2 separate regions of the Mus musculus genome follow, and region 2 is linked to region 1. Evidence: chromatin contacts called from public Hi-C data. All regions are on one chromosome and are shown on one strand. The core of a region is the stretch at or near the end of the contact, and the rest is flanking DNA. Distances in the headings are between cores, read along the strand shown. Region 1 overlaps Rai14 (retinoic acid induced 14). Region 2 has its middle 51 kb from the start of C1qtnf3.

Evidence for each region. A called contact is a pair of places that touch in the nucleus more often than the background predicts.
Region 2: a contact with region 1 is called in a Hi-C map of liver, with 2.1 times the contacts expected there. The contact joins two enhancer-like sites. A contact is called at or near these places in 7 of 484 Hi-C or Micro-C datasets (bone marrow-derived macrophages, embryonic fibroblasts, embryonic stem cells and 2 more) and 1 of 115 datasets of contacts at active chromatin or transcription factors (fibro-adipogenic progenitors).

The regions. Positions count from the first base shown.
Region 1 is chr15:10,635,707-10,639,193 of GRCm38.p6, reverse strand. All of the region lies in intron 2 of Rai14 (retinoic acid induced 14), which reads left to right. Among named protein-coding and RNA genes, the nearest start is that of Gm10389, 37 kb to the right of the region's middle. Within about 2 kb of position 2,188, at least 5 of the 459 cell types and tissues checked have an H3K27ac peak or open chromatin away from gene starts, as enhancers often do. A contact at or near this core is called in liver, where this site is marked.
Region 2 is chr15:10,900,027-10,903,359 of GRCm38.p6, reverse strand. No RefSeq gene overlaps it. Among named protein-coding and RNA genes, the nearest start is that of C1qtnf3, 51 kb to the left of the region's middle. Within about 2 kb of position 2,044, at least 17 of the 459 cell types and tissues checked have an H3K27ac peak or open chromatin away from gene starts, as enhancers often do. A contact at or near this core is called in liver, where this site is marked.

The DNA.
Region 1 (3,487 bases), core at 939-3,438:
TCTTGGAAGGAGGTGTTTATAATTATCTTATGTCCATAACATAGCAATCAGCATTTGGAAAGGCTTTGGGTACCATGGCGTAGTTCAGAAAATGGGAGGGTGACAGATTTCGGGGGTGAGTGACAGACACAGTGTAACCTTGGTGTGTGAATAACCTCCAATGAAATGTAGGGAGGGCAAACCCATTCCTAAGTGGACATCTCAGCTGCTGCCCCAGAGTCAATACACATAGGTGGGAAGGTCTTCATGAAAGTGCTGGGCTTCCTGCGCTAGGAGAAAAGTCAGATATGTATGCTATGAGGTACTAGTAATCTAGGCTTTCCATGAATGATAAAGAGAGCAGTCTTTTAAGGCTTTATGTGGATCAACTCCTGTCTACACCATCTACTGAGTGCACCTTCATCCTCCACCCATGACTACACCATCTGCTGAATACAACTGCATCTTACACCATGACTCTTCTTCATTTACCTGAACATCACTCCCTGCATGGTCTGGTTCACCATCTGGTCCAGAAATAGGCTTGCCTGATTGAGAGTTCTCTCCTTTCTATGGGGCTGGCTCCACATTTCACACACCTTAGGAGACACTAGCTCTTATTGTTGGCATGCTTCTGCTGATGTTAGAATTTAGCTTTGTAAAGTCACAGAAAAGCCAGTAAAGGCTATGCTGCTCATGTAAAAGGAGCTAAATAAACACTTGTTGGGCCGGGTGTGGTGGCGCACGCCTTTAATCCCAGCACTGGGGAGGCAGAGGCAGGTGGATTTCTGAGTTCGAGGCCAGCCTGGTCTACAAAGTGATTTCCAGGACAGCCAGGGCTATACAGAGAAACCCTGTCTCGAACCCCCCCCCCCCAAAAAAAAACACTTGTTGGACGACTGAACAAATGATAGGGCTTGTCTCTTATCTGTCTAACAAACATCTGTATGCTCTTGATCACGTTACATCTAGTTGGTAGGCGTTACCAAGTACTGGCTATTACAGTGAAACTTTAGAGAAAACTAGTTAGGACCAGGAAGCCTGCCTGTTTATTGTCTGATCTTAGAGTTTTAAAGTATGTGCCGTTCTTTGTTTTGTTTTGTTTTTTATTCTGGATAGTGTGACTCTGAAACCTTTCCAGTAAAAACACTGTCTGCCTTCTACCTTTGCCTTGCTGGTTTTATTGGCAAAGCAATCTGGTCTTCTCCATAAACTGGAGGGAAAAATGAAACCTTTCTAAGCAAAATCTCTCAAATAGGCTTCCTCTGATGGCTGCTCCAGGAGACCCATCCAAGAGTCACTTCAGTTTGCAATGGTTTGGGCTTCAGCATCTCTCTTAATGATCCCAAGAAACTATCTTTTTTTTCTTCCTGGCTCACTTCTGTGCCAATGGACTACTTTGCTTGGGCTTGATATATTTCAAAACTCAAGCCCACCCGTTGGCCAGATGTCTGTGACCACTGGATTTCTACTGGTTTTTCAGTTTTCCATGATTAAACCAAAATTAAAAGAAAAAAAAATGCCATGTCTGGCCAAGGGCAGATGTTGGTTGCCAAAGTCCCAGCTTTCATCACGGTGACATTCTGTTTGCTCCCCTGGATGGAGACGGTCGGAGCTTTCAGAGGCCATGGAAAGAGCTGTGAGCAAGTAGGTGTCATTTGGAAATGATTTGATAGCTAGGAGACTTACCGGCTAGCCACTGAAAATCTCCTTTGTGATATATGAGCAGGGGTGTCAGGAGCCCCCATTGAGGCTAAACTCCGGCTTTCCCACATGCAGGCCTTCATAGCTGACATATTACACATGTCTCTGGAGTGTAACATATGGCTTCCTGAACTTGCAAATATGGCCTCCTGCTCTGTTGAAATAATGTCTGTTTAAACAGTCTCCTGGAAAAGGGAAGCCACATTCAATAAAATAATTTCATGTCCAGGAAGCTTTCTCTGGGGTCCCTTAAAATGTGATTTCCAAGGAACCTAGTAGAAAGTTTGCATTAAGGCGTTACCTGGCTCTCTATCCATAATGGACTGTCAGATTGTAGCTGTACAAGTAGATGCTTGTTGTAGATGTTAAAAGATTTATGGAGTATTAGCTAACCAGGAACAGGGCAGAACATCGAGTTCAAGAGTAATAAGCTCAGAGTGATGGTGTAGACCCATTGCCCCAGCCAGTGCACAGGCTGGTGGGGGAGGAACACGAGGTTAAGGCTGCCCTGGATACAGACCAAGGGCAAGACTGGCCTGATCAGCTCAGTGAGACTCTCTGAAAGTACATGCATGTTTTCTGTGTGTGTGCATGAATCTGCCAGCTTCATCACTGTGTGGGTTTATGAATCTTGCAGAAGATTAAGAGCCAGGTTTTGGCAGCAGGTTTGTCTTCATAGTAGACATAAAAGAAATAGGTGGGAAAGTGTCCACCCACACATACTGGATCCAGTGTCAACTTAAACAGGCTCTGACCCATACTGTGTTCTGTATATGGGAGAGAGAAAAGGAGAAGTGTGATTTATTAATTACCTATAGAGAAATATATGTGAATACCTTACATATATACATATCTATAGATCTATCTATATAGGTATGTAGTTATATAGGTATATAATTATACCTACCTATAGATCTACTTATACAGGTATAGTCTTATATAGGTAGATCTATAGATATAGATAAATCTATATAGGTATGTAGTTATATAGGTAAATAGTTATACCTACCTATGCCTATAGATCTACTTATATAGATATAGAGTTATATAGGTAGATCTATAGTGATCAGGTAGCTACCAAGTGAGTGTCTGCAGAGCCACTAGCCAGGTTGCAGAACAGCCTGGGGCCTCTGTGTATTCCCACACATCCACTTCTCACCCTAGCTCCTAACCACCATCCTGACTTTTACCCCATTTCTGCACAGGGCAGTTCCATGGCTCCCGAATTTCTCTTTACATGCACATAATCATACGAGGTGGGGCTTTGCGTGTTGAACTTGACTTCGCTCAGCCTTTGTTTCTGATAACCAACCGTCCGTGATGTTCACTCCGGTTGCCTTGAGCCTCCCCTTGTTGACTGTACTGTAATAACCTTTTTGGATATGGGGCCATTTATAAATTTGTCTCTTTTGAGCGGTTCTGTTAACATTCTGCAGTAGATCTGATGGACGCATTGATCACGCATCCCTGAGTGAAGGCCTACTGTTCGCTGAGCTTTTGTGGGAGGTAACATAGCAGCGCTTGAATGGAGAATTTCTCTCATTTTCCTATTCCATTCCTATTAAGGAATTCCTTGTGGAGGACGAAATTGCTTCAAATTCTCTAGCCAGCCTTGACATAAGATTCTGACTGTCCCTGAATGGGATCGGTGAGAGTAGTTGTTGGACCTAAACAATTCCTGGGAACCACCTTAAATGCTGGGCCAGAATCTTTAGAATGGAACCAGCAGTCGACAGACTCAACCAGCACCTGGGTGGTTCTCATGAGGGAGACACTGGGCTCACCTCGAGTGAATTTATGAGGT
Region 2 (3,333 bases), core at 795-3,294, 260 kb before region 1:
TTCTTCCACTTGTCAGCTTTAGCAAACTATCCTTTCATCCATGTGCCCCAGCAAAACATCATTTGATATAACCGACTTTCCAAAAAAATCCGAAGTTTCCACTTCAGTGACCCGCCTGCCTCTGTCTCCTAAATACATCACTACACCCAGCTGAAGAACCTTTTGTTTATTTGTTTGTTTGTTTTTGTTTTTGTTTTGTTTTTCGAGCTGGAGAACCTTTTAAAGGGCACTAATTCTATTCCTGAAGGGTCCCGCCCTGCCTGTGCTGGGTAGGCAGGCATTTTGGAGGACAGCCTTGAAGCCTCTTCAAAATCACACAGTCAATAAGGAATGCACACTAAAATGACTGAACTGGCAGAGCACCGAGGAGCTCGCTCACACGCAGCTTCAGAAGTAAGGCTGCAGACAGGTCCTGTGGTAGCTCCAACTCCTTCCCTGCAAACTTAAGCCAGTGATCTGGGATTCACAGTTATTGTCATTTGAGAATTGAGGAGCTAATTAAAAGCACATTTAATTTAACATGGAGACTGTTGACTAATCTTCTCCCTGCTTCCAAACAAGGGGAGATTCATGTTACCATTTAAATTCCTTTGCTGTCACGTGGGGTGAAGGAACCTATACTTGGGATAAAGGGGATCCAACACAGTCTTCATGGAGAAAGAGCTGGACCTGAAGCCCACATTCATATTCTTTCTGCAGTTTACTACTAAGCCATTCTTAGAGATGGGGGCCGGTGAACAGCTCTTAGATTCCATTTCCTGTTCTTCACAAATGAAGGTGATGGTGCTGGGTCAGAGCGATGACTCAGCAGGTAATGGCATGTGGCACTGAAGACCCAAGTTCAGTATCCAGAAACCGTATGGTGGTGGAAAAGAACCAACCTCCACAAATTGTTCTCTGACCCCTTCCTCTCCCAAAAAAAAATAAATAAATAAAACAAAAGAAAAATATTTCTAAAGAAGTATACCGAAGGACTTATAATTATTTGTCTTATTTTGACTGCTCTGTGAACTTGGGGTACTCATTAACCAGAGCAGAGCAGGCCTTACTCTGATGTCCTCAAAACCAAATATGCAAACAAATGAAAGAGGAAAAAAAAAACACCTGGCACTTTCAATCACCAGTTAAAATACATTCTTAAAACAAAATAAGAAGAAAAATACATCAAGACCCCTTAAAGCTCCTTAGAAGAGCCCAAAGGATTAGCACAGCTCTTAGAAGTTTACCCTCTGTAGTCTGAGAGCCTTTGGTGCCTGTCTGGGCCACACTGCCCTTGACCCTACTCCTGCACTAGATAAATATCTATTGAAGTCTACTGTGAATCAGGTCCAGTTAGGCTCTTGAGACACTACAGTGAGCCCCAGGCACAGACACACTACACAGCCAGCTCTCCCAGCACCTGAGAGTGTTTGATTTGCTGCTCTGGGGCAAGTTATGGTTGACTGCACTGATACAGCCCAATTCCCTCCTGAGCAAATCAGTTTTACACTCAGTTGCTGTTCCCATGCATAAACGGAAAAACAAGACATCAGATGGTCCATGAAGTTTCTAAGAGATGTTGCAGAGGTGGCTGGTGTCTGTCTGTGCACTGTCTTCTTTGCTGGATGAGTGAAAACATCTTTGACTAATCAAAGGCTATGCTGATCCTTTCGTTTTGGATGGCAAATGAGTTAAAGCAACCTGGTGTTATTTGGTATTCTTTGTCTTTGGTTTGTATTTTGTGTGGCTTTAAGATAGTTTAGATGACATTGGACAGTTTGTGAAACTATGATGCTTTCGTTCAGAAGCCAGTCTTCCCCAAATGCTCACAAAGACTGAACTTCTGATGGGTGGCTGTTATAAACATAAATATTGTTGGGGCAGCCTGGTTGGTTTTTTAAGCTTTTTATCCTTTTAGGGACAGCCCTTCGAACTGCATCAAGCTGTGGTAAGATAATCAATTCTTTAAGATTGCTAGAGAATGCCATAGGAATTCATAGGATGTCCTTTGCCTTCTGAAAAAGGCAAGATCTGGAAAAAATTAATAAATCAATAAATCAGCTTGAGAGTCGTTGCCCAACAGGTGGCACTGTTACTCTGCTCCAAAAGTCACAGTACCATTTGGCTGGGTTTCCAGAAGCAAAAGAATTAACTTTTTGAGTTTACTGTAATAAAGAATGACAGACTAGCCAAGGCTGCATTCTGTGTTAGAACACTTGCATAGTCTTATACAAGGCCCTGAGTTCACACTCGGTGTTGAGGACAAAGACAAGTTATGGTTGAAATTATTGGACAACTTTCTGCTCAAACTGCAGTATAAAATAAAGGAACTTTTTAAAGTGTGTACCAGGGATGCCTGTCCAAGGAAAAAACTGCCTTTGAGGGATGAACATGGTGGATTTTCCAGGAGTGAAAACTTTAGCAGTTAATGATTAGACTGCTCTCCTAGTAATCTCATAGATGCAAGGAGAAACACCACCAATCTAAATCATCATGGCCAAGTTAATTAGAGCAAGCAATTACTTAAAGCAAGCTTTGTATTGGTGTACACAGACTGCCACCCCCTAAGGTAGGGTTTGAGAGGTCAACATTGGATGTGAGAAACACAAGGTTTTTATAGTTTAGGGGTAGGGAGTCCTCAAATGAAGGATTTAACAGGCAAAAAGGGAGAGGGCTATAGGAACAGAGCATGAGTGTAGTTATGCATAATTACCTCCTGAAACATAGGATGACTGCAAGGTGGTCATAACAACAGGCAGTCATAATGACCCTTCTGCAACAAAGGTACAATTGCGAAATGGCTATTAATTTTTGTGAAGCAAAGACATGATTGCCATTTTAGAACAGACAGTACATAACCATTTGTAGTTAAGCTCAAATGTGAGGCGTGGTCCAGTCCTTCAAAAAAACAGAGGTTTAACCATAAACAGGAGTGAGCCTAGCCTGTCCGATAGTAAATAATGAGGCTTTTACACCTAAGATGGTGACAGGTTGGCTCTTCACCCCCACAGTCCTACCCCTAAGCCTGCACAATTGTGTGCAGTGTACACATAGATGTGATCCAGAATCCAGGCTTTCCCAAGTTAGTCCTCCCTACCTTTGGGGAGACCCAATGGACACAGAGCACTTTTCTCTCTGTCACTTGGAGGCTCTCGGACAAGTCCGAACCGGCTGCTTCATAGCCAGTCCTTCAGATATTTGCGTGCGGCTCTCATGCTGTCTGTGTCTTTTCTCCTCCAGAGTAAACATCATGGTGGTTACAACATTCTGGGCAGTGTGCTAGACATGGCTCTTTCTTTGCCATTGCAAATTATAGAAACAGGCTCTGACTTGCTCTTTTGAGATGTCTCAAGG